2 separate regions of the Zea mays genome follow, and region 1 is linked to region 2. A link is a contact called in public Hi-C data. All regions are on one chromosome and are shown on one strand. The core of a region is the stretch at or near the end of the contact, and the rest is flanking DNA. Distances in the headings are between cores, read along the strand shown. Region 1 has its middle 66 kb from the start of TRNAI-AAU. Region 2 has its middle 42 kb from the start of TRNAW-CCA.

Evidence for each region. Hi-C and Micro-C count contacts between places; a contact is called where the count stands out from the background.
Region 1: a Hi-C map of tassel shows a contact between it and region 2, with 3 times the contacts expected there. The contact joins two enhancer-like sites. A contact is called at or near these places in 4 of 25 Hi-C or Micro-C datasets (bundle sheath, ear, leaf and 1 more).

Annotation. Positions count from the first base shown.
Region 1 is chr1:95,527,840-95,534,304 of Zm-B73-REFERENCE-NAM-5.0, forward strand. No RefSeq gene overlaps it. Among protein-coding and RNA genes, the nearest start is that of TRNAI-AAU, 66 kb to the right of the region's middle. Within about 2 kb of position 5,007, at least 5 of the 20 cell types and tissues checked have an H3K27ac peak or open chromatin away from gene starts, as enhancers often do. A contact at or near this core is called in tassel, where this site is marked.
Region 2 is chr1:95,336,423-95,342,914 of Zm-B73-REFERENCE-NAM-5.0, forward strand. No RefSeq gene overlaps it. Among protein-coding and RNA genes, the nearest start is that of TRNAW-CCA, 42 kb to the left of the region's middle. Within about 2 kb of position 4,164, at least 17 of the 20 cell types and tissues checked have an H3K27ac peak or open chromatin away from gene starts, as enhancers often do. A contact at or near this core is called in tassel, where this site is marked.

The sequences.
Region 1 (6,465 bases), core at 3,757-6,256, 190 kb after region 2:
CCCCTTGGCGCTGGTGGGTGGAAAGAGCTTTGTTGCTGCCCCGAAGCTTGCGAGGAGTATTGTGGCCTTTGCTGTTGGCTCCCTCTATCATCAGTTTGAGTAGAATTGTGAATTGACCTGACATGCCTCAGATGGAATCTGCCTCCGAAGCCCCTTGTCATTTCAAAGAACCTGAATGCTTCCTCCCTTCTTTGGCGAAAGTCATTGTCAGCTCGAATATATTCGTCCATCTTCTGGAGCAGCTTCTCCAAAGTTTGAGGAGGCTTCCTGGCAAAGTATTGAGCTGAAGGTCCCGACCGAAGTCCTTTAATCATGGCCTCAATGACAATTTCATTGGGCACTGTTGGCGCCTGTGCCCTCAGACGCAGGAACCTTCGGACATACGCCTGAAGGTACTCTTCGTGGTCCTGGGTGCACTGGAATAAGGCTTGAGCAGTGACCAGCTTCGTCTGAAACCCTTGGAAGCTGGTTATCAACATGTCCTTCAGCTTCTGCCATGAAGTGATTGTTCCTGGCCGAAGAGAAGAGTACCAGGTTTGTGCAACACTCTTGACGGCCATGACGAAAGACTTTGCCATGACTGCAGTATTGCCACCATACGAAGATATGGTTGCTTCATAGCTCATCAAGAATTGCTTCGGGTCTGAATGACCGTCATACATGGGGAGTTGGGGGGCTTGTAAGACTGGGGCCATGGTGTAGCCTGCAGTTCTGTTGACAGGGGAGAAGCATCATCAAAAGCAAAATTTCCATGATGGAAATCTTCATACCAGTCGTCCTCGTTGTAGAAGCCCTCCTGATGAAGCTCTCTGCGCGGAGGCCTTCGGTTCTAGTCATCTTGAGCAAGATGACGAACTTCATCCGAAGCTTCATCTATCTGCCTCTGTAGGTCAGCTAGACGAGCCATCTTTTCCTTCTTTCGTTGAACCTGTTGGTGGAGCATCTCCAAGTTTTGGATTTCTTGATCCAAATCATCCTCCGGAGGCGTCGGACTAGTGGCCTTCCTCTTCTGGCTTCGGGCCTCCCTAAGAGAAAGGACATCCTGATTGGGATCCAGCGGCTGCAGAGTGGCAGCCCCTGTGGCTGAAGCTTTCTTCGGTGGCATGACGAAGGTGATGCTTGCCGAAGATGTTCAAAACTCAAGAAATGGACGTGAGTTCACCGGAGGCGGGCGCCAATGTTGGGGACTTGTTCTCAAATGCTAAGAGTTAAGAACAAGGCAACATAAAAAGTGTTAAATGTTAAAGTCCTTCGTCCTTATAAACATTATGTCCCTTCGGATATAATGAATTCTGGACGAAGGTTACAAGGGAAAAGACCTTCGTAAGTTCGATAGATGATGAAGAAGAACACATATATGAAATACGAATAATAATACAGATATTATCATCAACTTATTTTTACTATCAAATTCATGAAAACAAATTATAAATGTACCTCCGGACTGGTGAAAAGTAAAGGTACAGGCGTGATGCAAAAAGCGAATGCCAAGTCAGCGTGAACAGTACAGGAGTACTGTTCATCTATTTATAGGCGCGGGACGCAGCCCGTGTAGAATTACATTAATGCCGTTTACATTTATCAATAACTCTATAATAATTCTTCGAGGTCTAATTTGGCTTTTCATCTTTAAGTCGGTTCCTCTTTTCTGTCGTCATACCGAAGCTTTTCTGCACATAGCTTCGTGATCATCTTATCCTTCGTCATGATCGCCTTCCGTCCCGCTTAAGCTTCGTCTTGACCAGACACTTGTATACCCGCAACCTGATTCTGAAGATACCTGTTCACATATTTCACATGGAAAACAATGTCAAATCATGTTTTGAGGACCTTCGGAAGCCGAAGGCCCCCAACAATATGTTTGTTTGCTTGTGCCTGTTCGTCTTCGCTCCACGTTGCGATTAGATCACGATTCGTTTTCGAGCTTCGAGGAATCGATGGTCAAGCGTTGGCGACCAAAAGATCCGGTTCTTCGAGTTCTACTAGATTGAAGACCCTGAGCATCTGTTTGGTGAAGGCAAGTGTCCTCTGACCCATTATGTCATATTTACTTTATGATTCACTGTCCCGCATACCATGATCAACCTAAGGATTGACTAGCTTTCTATTTACCTTGTCCTTGATTACCTTTTGGGTTATTATGGTTAGCTTCATGCTATTGCTCCACTTTAATCAACGAACATGATGCGAACATTTATGATATGATGTTTTATTATGTTTATGATGATGATCTGCGATACTTTAGGGGATTCAGGTTGTTTCCTGAGTACCTCTCCATAAAGGACCTGTTCGTTGAGTGATCACCCGGGATAACACTGCAACCATGAGGGTGGAATGGGACAACCTTAGCTGAATAATTAGATGAACCTCGGGGTGTAGTTGGCTTTGTCGGAGGGCCGTCAATGGGGGTCGGGGCATAGTGCTCGCTCTGCTAAGGGTGGGTGCCGAGGTTTATTCGATTTGATTTTGTTAGTCACCCACCTTAGGGAGGAGTATTGTGTTTGTACGACTGGCGAAACCTAACGAGCAGCTATGCAATAGGAGAGTCTTTGTAAACACTATGTAGTGTATCTCTGGCCATTCACCTTGGTATTGAAGATCGGGTCTTGCAAAACCCATGCTGGAAAGGGATCACGACTCGTGGGTAAAGTGTGCAACCTCTATAGAGGAATGAAACTGATATATCAGTCGTGCTCACGGTTTTGAGCGGCCTTGGTATCCTCTTTGATTAGAGATATAGCTGATTCGAGATTCGATGGTTCTAATTATGGTTTTGGTTGCGATGATGATAATGATGTTCCTCGATGAGGAAATGATTCACAGGTTGGTTATCACTAAAACTTGGCTTCTACTAATAATAAATACTTGACAAACTTAAAGCAACAGCTTTGACGTTAACCCCACATAATGCTAGTCCACCTCAGCCAAACGGGAAATTTGCTGAGTACGTTGATGTGTACTCAACCTTGCTTTCACAAAACACCAGGTTGCCCTTAGTGCAATCTATGCTCAGGTAAATAAGAAGAAGGCATCGAGGCAGATCTCTAGGAGGTCCAGGACGTCAATGAGTTCGAGGATTAGGCTAGCGACCTCCCCTAGTCAGCTGCCTGTGGTGGGTTGTTTACGTTGGTTACGTTTCTATTATGTGCACTTTGGTTTATATTATGTAAATGACTCTAGTCTTTAATATTATTACTTACTCTTTATTGTTATTCGAAGCATTGTGTTTTGATTAGTCATTTATATAATCATTGTGTACGTGAATTTCTGATCCTGGCACGTACATGGTTCGCATTCGGTTTACCTTCAAAACCGGGTGTGACACCGGGGAGGCGTGAGCGAGCGACACGCGCCACCTCACTCGTTGGAGGTGGTTACCCAAGCCTTGAGCGGCGACGACGGCCCCAGAGGCATGCACAGCGCTGACAGCACCTGAGGCGCGCGCGCAGCGGCGACAGTAGCCCCGGAGGAGCGAGCGCCAGCCACAACCCGGGAGGCACGCGAGCGGCCAGAGGTTCGTGTGGCGGCGACGATGACCACGACGAAGGCTGTGATGGCCCCCTCCAACGGTCGCGCAAGGTGCAGGCTGTTAGGGTCAGTGGTCTGTATGACAGTTCATGCTTCTTTCTGTGACCAATTCCTCCGATCCGGAGGTTTACAATCGTGTACATGTTTTTATGTCACTTTTTATACATATATATGCCAACATCAAGAGGTTTTCAATAGCTTTTATGTTGGATCAGTATTTACGCTCATAAATGCGTATTTTACGCTCAAAACTGAAGGTTTTTACGTTCGAACATGAAGATGTGTCCACTAGTGAACCACATGCCAGATTTTTACGCATGTACTACATTAAGTAAATACCTACACCATGTAGCATAATTAGTATCATTATATATCATAAATTGATTGTAACGAGCCTAACTGTGTGTCTGTTGTAGCGATCATATGTTTATGGAGGAAACAAATCATTTAAATAAGATTTTTTTGTTTCCATGCATACCAATCCATTTTCTTTCATCGCACATTCATGTTATCCTAAATTTGTGCGCATGCAGCACGAAACACATTTTTATGCAGTATACCGAATTGCATAAATACATATACCGTGTAGCATAACTAAGATCGGTATATATCATAAAGTGGTTCCAACGAGTGTAACTGTATAGCTGTTAGAGTGATCCTATATTTATGGAGTCATACAATTTTTGCGCGCATGCAGTGGAAACAAAAATGTCATCTAAAATTTGTGCAATGCAATGGAAAATCACACGATCTATCATAATTATCGGATTTACCTTAAAAACATGATTTGCATGCATGTGCCTACACGTGTGGACATGACCCAGTGGCTGGGCGAAGTTTTTATGCTATCGTTATGAACAATTTACGCTATTTGCGAAAAAACAGAACTGTAATTTATGGCTACGCGGGGGTTCGGTATGGTTTGATTGACGCGTGTGGTGAGGTTTGACCTAGTGTATGACATAGGGACACGTCTGATGCCCCGACCGCATGTGTCTGGTCATTGGGCACGGACCAGGGTGGCTGGGACTTCATGAACTATTGGAAATCATGTGCTCCCCAATATACCGAGCTTTGTTTCAGGAGGGTCTTTTCCCCTCGTGCCTCCCTTAAATAAAAGTCCTGCGCCTGACCCACCGCATGGACGTGCTTGTCCACACAGCTGCAGACGTTGAGGAGCAGCCAGAGACGCTTAGGACGTACTAGAAGGATTGTGTAGATAGGGCAAGGTCTTTGACTAGACGAGATGTGAGCTAGGAGGGGCAGGGACTGCCACACGTTTAAGGCTACTGTTCTTTTCTCTCTCTCTTGAAACAAATTTGCACCGTACACGCCGCACTCTTGCCATGCCAAGATAAAAGCAGTGGTGCAACGACGAAGGCAAAGCATTTGCAAAGATGACGAGGAATAGCATCTCTTCTTTACCTCATGTGCCGCCGCCTCCTCTTTACGCGTCCGATCCACCCGCCTTAGCTGAGATGACGAGACTAGACGCGGGCTGGAAGTGGAAGGGAAGGACGGACGGGAGCTGCAACGCCCCAATGGTGTTCCACCCTGCTTCGGAAATTTGAGTGGCGCGGAGGGCGCCATTGGTCGACACGGCTAGCTACGACGAGGATGCCCTGGCCTGCGTGGGATATATACCAGAGTACACACAATGCAGTGAAATGAACGCCAGGGGCGCTTTTGGTCCGTCCGGGCCCCCCTGGCTCCGCTCAATGCTTGGACTTTTGCCCTTCACCGAAATCGGCGCATGCAGCTTCATATATTCCAAATATCCTCCTCCCCAAGCAGCCTGCTAGATTTACATACGATCTTAGCCAGCACTGCCATAGCTAGTACTGCCATAGTTCTCGAATATTTATCTCCGGCTAGTTTATTTTTTAACTAAAACATGATAAATAAATAAAAATTAATGGAGTGCGTACCAATTTATTACATCACTTTAGGTAGTAAGTAGGTGCAACTCCTCAGCATGTATATGGCGACTTGGTGAGTGTAAATTGTATCTAGAGGTGGTAATGGATCACGATTCAAATATTTTTTCACAATAAATTAGAGCTCTTAACTAATTTTAGTTCAAAAATAAATAGAAATAAAATTTGGTTCTAACTTGATTCAATACTTAAATTTTATAGTATAAAATCTATATAGTGTGCCTGACGGCCGGCGTCCACGGGCCACCACATATGATCGTGATTGAAACGGGACATCGTCGTTGCCGATCAAAAGACGGCAAACCGCACCCCGAGATCCTCGCGTCCGCTCACTGCTGCACCGGGCTACCGGACCGGGGTACCAGATGCATACCTAGATATGGTTCCCTGTGACCCTGTCTCGGGAACCCCGGTGCCCACGACACGCCGCCGCGTCCGCGCGATCGCGTCTCTCTCCTTCCCAGAGCGCGCGCGGACGGACGACGGAGGAGGACGCATCTTCGCCGTCTCGGAACCCCTGCCCCTGCAGAGCATGCAGTTGGAATTTGGAAAGCTTGTTTGAACGCTTGAATCTCAGTCATCAAGGTCATGGCCCGCCGATACATCAGTCATCAGGTCGAAATTAAACAAAGGGAAGTGACGATGCTGTGTATAGGGAGAGGACACATTAGAGAGCGGACGGGACGGCCATGGGGCGCCGATAGACCTGAGATCTTGAACTGGTTGAGAACTTGAGATGGGCAACCAGCTGGGGTCGCGTGAAACACCCTCGCTTTGCATGCGATCATCAGTACCAAAAAAAACTACAGCTGACCCCAACGCAATATATTGCCATACAGTAATGCTAATGCAGCAGTAATTATATTGCTACTGACCACGACCAGACGACAGCCAGACACCATAGCGATTGGTCAGCAAACTTATCCCACGGACACATCGAGCGTCACACCCTACTCTCGCTACACATGTAACAACAGATCAAGGCTACATCAGAGCAACT
Region 2 (6,492 bases), core at 2,914-5,413:
CTATGCCACCACTAGATCGATATGAGAATTCACTGTCCACCGCCCACAACTCATCTGTAACCTGTGTACACCAGAAATACTCAAACACTCAACCTCGACAGAAAGTAGGGTGTTACGCATTCCAGCGGTCGAACCTGTATAAACTCTTGTGTGATCTGACGTGCACTGGCACGTACCATTGAATCACAAGCAACGACGTTGTCCTACCTAAAGCATCATGTGGGGAACCCCGTGGTGCGCAGTCGGGTCATAAACACCGACCGAGACCCAATGTTATTATAATGAAATATATTCTCTAGGTATGGATGGAATAGCATTCTGATATGTTATATCTTTGACTGTTCAAATTAAAATCATCTAACCTTGACTTTATATATTTATGGATCACTTGATTTAAACATATATATGAGGGTTCCTAATAGAATCTCTAGACCATAACCAAACACAAATTCAAACATTTATTGTGTAAAGCTTCAAAAGTCACTTTATAGTTTAAAGTAGTTGGAGAGAATGTGGTATAACTGACTTAGTGAGTTCCTTCTACAAAAGGGATAAACTAACAATGATGGTTGGCCATGTATTTTAATGGTAAACGAGATCTTGTATTATTTTTCCATAGTGTTGGGGACTTGTTCTCAAATGCTATGAATTAAGAACAAGGCAACATAAAATGTTAAATATCAATGTCCTTCGTCCGCTGAAGCATTATCTCCCCAAGGATTTAATGAACTTCGGACGAAGGTCACGAGCAGAATATTACGAAGGTTTCACCTTCGTAATTAAACTTACAAAGATAATACAAAGTAATATAAAATATGAAACACTAAAGATAAATACATCAAAAATAAATGACATCATTTATATATCTTATTATATGAATCTAAGATGTTTGAACATAATATTTAGGTATACTTATATCTTTGCCTTGACAGACAATAATTCCCGAGTGATGCGTTTGCAATTACAGGAATGCGTGAACAGTAAAAGAATACTGTTCACTATTTATAGGCACAAGACACAGCCTGTGAGGAATTACAATCATGCCCCTCATAAAAAGTTTACAACGTTGACTCGGACCCTTATGGACTAAAAGGTCATTCTATCTTTAAGTCGGTTCGACCCTTCATCTTCGAATATGCTGTAATACCGAAGCTTCATGAATGGTACCTTCGACATCACGTACAAGCAGCTTCAGCCAAAGCTATTTCTTTCCACAGGACCTTCGGCGACGAAGCATGGTCCCAACACATAGTAACCCAAATTCTAATGTGATTAAATACACTGATGCTTGATGTTTATATGATCCCATAATGGCCTATCGCATATAGTCTTACACGAAGGAACAACTATTTCATGGAAGTCTTCGAAACAGACTCTGGGTGGCTACCTCAAGAAATCACCGTGAAATAATTGCATTGTATGAGGCTTTACGTGAATGTGTCTGGCTTCACAGAATGATCAACCACATACAACAACCATGTGGCATTGGTGCCAGCGATTAACTAATTGTTATCTATGAAGACAATTCTGCTTGTATTACACAAATATAGATGGACTACATCAAGAGCAACATAATAAATATATTTGTCCTAGGTTGTTTTATCCCCATGAATTAAAAAAATGGGTGAAGTAAACATCCTGTAAACCAAATTATGTGATAATCTCAATAATTTATTCACTAAGCCCTTACCAAATTCATCCTTTTAGAAATGTGTTCATGAGATTAGTTTATGGTGACTTTGAGATTTGCAAGGTTAGGGGGAGAAATATCTTAGACGTTGCATTATCCGGCCAGTAATGTAACTCAGGTTTCTTTCTTTGTGGTCCACTGTAGTGGCAGAGACCATATTCCTTTCCTCTCACACTGTCCTAGGGATCTTCTCGTTCACACAAATCACAACCCACGGTGGCCTTTTTATATTCTATTCTAGAGAAGGGAGAAAAGAGAAAGGGCCGGATTCTCCTCCTTATTTCGAAAGAAGCGAGGGAGCATGGCTTTCTATGATCTGATCCCAGATCGATCATTTCATTTGTTTTCCGTGCTACAGAAGCTGACGAAAGACGGCCTCGGTCAAAGCGGCGGCGGCTGCGTTCTCGTCCTTTCAGGCGCCGATCTCGTTTTCAGGAGCAGCGGAGCGTAGTCAGAGCTACTGTGCTAGTGCTAGTAGTCGCTGCTGCTTTGTGTCGATCGAGATCGACGCTGACGGTGCTTTTACAAGATGACGAATCATTGATTTCTAATCTTTTCGATGTCCTATTAGTTGTCCTATGTTAAGGGCTAGTTTAGTAACTTCATTTTTTCAAGCGACCAAATTAAAATCCCTTGAAAAAATTGAGTTATCAAAATAGCCTTAAGAGTCTTTTTCTTTCGAATGTCTAAAAAATAAAAAAATACTCATCCAGTAACTATTTCTTTTGTTTTTATCATGTGTGTTGCAGGGTTAATAACCTAGATAGATTTCTAACAGAACATGCGGGTGTTTGAAGAAGCAAGTTTCGGACGACCATGGTGCACGTGCTTCGGACGAAGCATAATATAAACAACCTTTGAGGTCTAAGGAGCTAAACCGAGAGAAGGAGAAGGACAACCTTACCTCTGGCATGTACAATAGTTTGAATGTATAGGGATTAAGGATATAATTGTAAATTCGTCTGAAACATATCTCGAGCATATAAAAAGAGGAACAGTGTTATGCGTTGGAGACACTTTTTGGACGGGTGAAACTCATTTTTTTCTCTCTATACGAAGCTATAACTTATGTACTCCCTTGTACCCCCTCGTTGTAATTTTTACGAAGATGAACGTATATGTTCAATCTTTGAATTCATATAATAAGGAAGAGGGATTTCAACACATTCTGTCTTAAACCAAACCTACATAAGCAATTTCTTGTAATCATTGTATTTTGTTTAATTTCCTGTTTCATTATTTAATTTCTTGTAATCATTGTATTTTGTTTTTGTCTATGTTTGAATGACCCACTTACATAAGCAAATTTTTATCTTCATCCTTTCATTTTATCTTCTCTCCAAGAATGATAAAAGGGGATGACTATGAAGGTTGACCTGTTTATTTGTGTTGTCTTGATTTTTAATACATTTACGGGATTGAAATCAAGTGACTAACAGACACGGTCTTCAAAATTTAACTTTGACCAATGTTTTTCTATTAAAATACAATAAGCTCTTAATATATTTATACTTTTACAAAAGTATTTTTAAGACAAATCAGTGCTTAAATATTAGATTCCAAAACTAAATAACAAATTAGTTATTTGTAGTCAAAATTTTATAAATTTGATTTCAATTTATCTAAAACGTTAAGTAATAGTACAGCGGAGTTAGTATAGGTTTTCTAGTTCTGTTCCTAGCAGCACTATTTGATCGCAGCAGCAGGTTCCTTTTTGAAATTTACTGCCAGTAAAATAACCAATGGAAACGGCACTAGCCAGCCTGACACTCCGCTTTTGACCATCACCTCGCTTTGCAGGCAAGCGACGTGAACCATCATCGGCTACGGCTATGCATGTCTTGTCTGCAGAGAGGAGGACCAGCGTCTCCAGCTAGGCATCCAATCACACCATGATCCATGAACATACGCACTGGACTGTTTGGATAACATCCGAGATGATTCTTACTGATGTTTAATTTTCTGCTACAACTTAGCCGACTTTTATATTTGACACGCTAAGCTAGTTTAGAAACCACGTTTTTTCGAGTGAATTTTATTTTCATTGAGGAAATTAGTTCATTTTCTCTTGAAAAAATAGAAATCTGATGGAAAAATAGAGTTCCCAAATTAACTCTAAAAGTATGACATTTCTTCTTTTTTTCAACTCTTGCTGGATAAACAAAATCTCTAGTACAGTAAATTCTGTCGTAAACAAAACAAGCTCTCCAAACCTAGGGCCTGTTTATTCGTGGCTAACTATACCACACTTTGCCTAAGGTTAGTCGTTCAAATTGAAGAACTAATCTTATGCAGAAAAGTTAGGCAAAATGTGACAAATTAGGTAGGGAACCAAACATGCCTCTAACCGCGGGCAGCGGCGGCCTTCGTCGTCATGGTGGACAGCAACGCACGGGTCGGGCCAAGATAGCGTGGCAGGTCCGAGCAGGGCCTGCTTCACGATGGGCCTTGCCACCTCGGCACAATCCGCCCACTTCATAAAAACGTGGCGCGTCTGGGCGCCCATTGGGCCTTATCCCTAGGCAGAAACAACGCTGTGGAGCTCACGCAGTCGCACAGCGCCGTGTACGGCGGAAGACCGCGTGTTGGCCCACGTACGTATATATATGAGATAGCAACTCAACTGTAGAGATGCATGAATGCGCGTACAGACAGGAAAGAGAGAAACACGCTAATAGGTTAATGGTCCACGGTTGCCACAGAAAGATTCTGTGTCTTTTTCACCCTTTATTTCCGAAAGAGGAAACGGAGATGCATTTCGCCTTGGATGCATTGCATGCATGCATGGGAGCCATTGATGTGGAGTAACGACGGGGACGCCTCAATCAAAGCAAGACGTGTGGACATGGACGAGTAATTGTCAAAATTTTGTTGTTGTTGTTGTCGTCGACCGGCTCCTTTTGCCCTTGTCACTCGGAGACGGAGCACGGGAGCAGAGCGTGGCTTCATTTGCTGGTCTAGATCTGGACGCTACAATAATTTCTGACATCATCCAACAAAATAAAACTTGCTTACAACTATTTATTTTTGGCAAATGAAATACCACTGACGTACTGGCATATAGTTCGTACTAACGCTACAATCTCACGAAGAGGAGCGAAGAGACCAACAACGACAACGGTCAGGGGCGACGCCATATACACTTTGCCCGGTGGAGTGGCAAAAAAATATTTTCTATTAGCCAAATATATTTTGACCATATATTTCTAAGATCTTGTGTATATTCTTAATGTGTGCAATGTGGTGAAAGTGACATTGGCTTCGCCCCTGACAACGGTGGCACAAGGAGAGAGGTTGACAACGGCGGCGCTGAGGGTGGGCGGAGGGGTGGCTGCCCTGCCCCCGATTTCAAAGGGCCTAACCCTAGATATATACTTATATTGGCTAGACTATCTATTTATAGTCTATTAGTTCAGCGGTAAAGTGTCGAAAAATTGTCAACCACGATCCATATCCTGATCATATTTAAATATGATAGAAGAAATTTTTAAGGTAATAATATGTACTTTTTTATTTTTTTATTTGAGGTAAATATTTTTATATGTATATTGAGTGAAATGCCTATACATTAAACTTGTCTTGGGCCCCTAAAATCTCATGGGCGCCACCAGAGGGGAGGAGGCGACATGACACGATGGAGGCTGGGGGCGGCCGGGTCGTCGTAGGGGAAGGGGAGGGACGAGGGAGAAAGGATGATCCAAATAATATTGGTCATGTTTGTTTTAGTTTTTCGGCTTCTGGCCACCAGAAACGCTCAGCTTTACAACCAGCTTCTATAAGAATCACTTTAGTCAAAACCGTCCGAAATCAACGTGAACACAAAATTGACCGAGTCGTTGCGATAGTACGAAATCGCCATTTTCTACATCCTAAACCGTATGGACTATTTTATCTTTCTGCAAACGTAATCTCCACGATACTCATATTCTATCTACAACCAGATTCTCCCCATAGCCAGATTCTCAGAAAATATTCTTAGTAAAAAGCTGAACCGAACAAACCCATTGTCCGTTGGATTTGAGTGAATAAGGGAGAGAGTTATCTAACGATCCAAACTGTTGGTTTTAATGGTGTGTTAGATCTATGTGCAATTTATTTGATGGATTTAGTGGAGGTTATGAGTAAGGAGGTGATTTGGTTGAGTGGATTTTGCAAAATTTAAACTGGTGAATTATACAGGAGCCATTGGCAATTTTGCCATTATCATTTGTGGGCTTCGCCAATATGCCATCGGACCCACAAATCATAGACACAGACGGTCCCACCAGTCATAGACACGGGATGGCATAATAACAGACAGCCAAAATTGAGAGTGGCAAAATAGCAAATTATACAGTGGGATGTGATAGATAATGTTCGCTGACGTCTGCACGGACGCTTTCTTTTGCTTAGGCAGTTGGATTCGGGTCCGTACGGATACATGTGTGCGTCTTGCATGTTGCTTGCAACTTTGCAAGTTGGAAGATGGGAGTGCTGTACTGCACGAGGACCTCATGCATGCACCAGAGTGGTAGTAGTTTGGTGTGTATATAGGTCACTCTTTCAGACTACGTACACGTTGCTTAACCGTATGCATCTCACAAAGTAGAGGCGCACCGGCCATCCGCTTTGACCTCATGCATTGCTCGCTACCGTAGATGAGATCTGAAAGAGTATATAGGTCACTACCGGCCATACGGTTAATGCATTGCTTAACCGTATGCATTACACGTTGCTTAACCAGAGTGGTAGTAGTTTGGTGATGATACAGTACAGTGTGTATATATAGGTCACTCTTTCAGACTACGTACGTTGCTTAACCG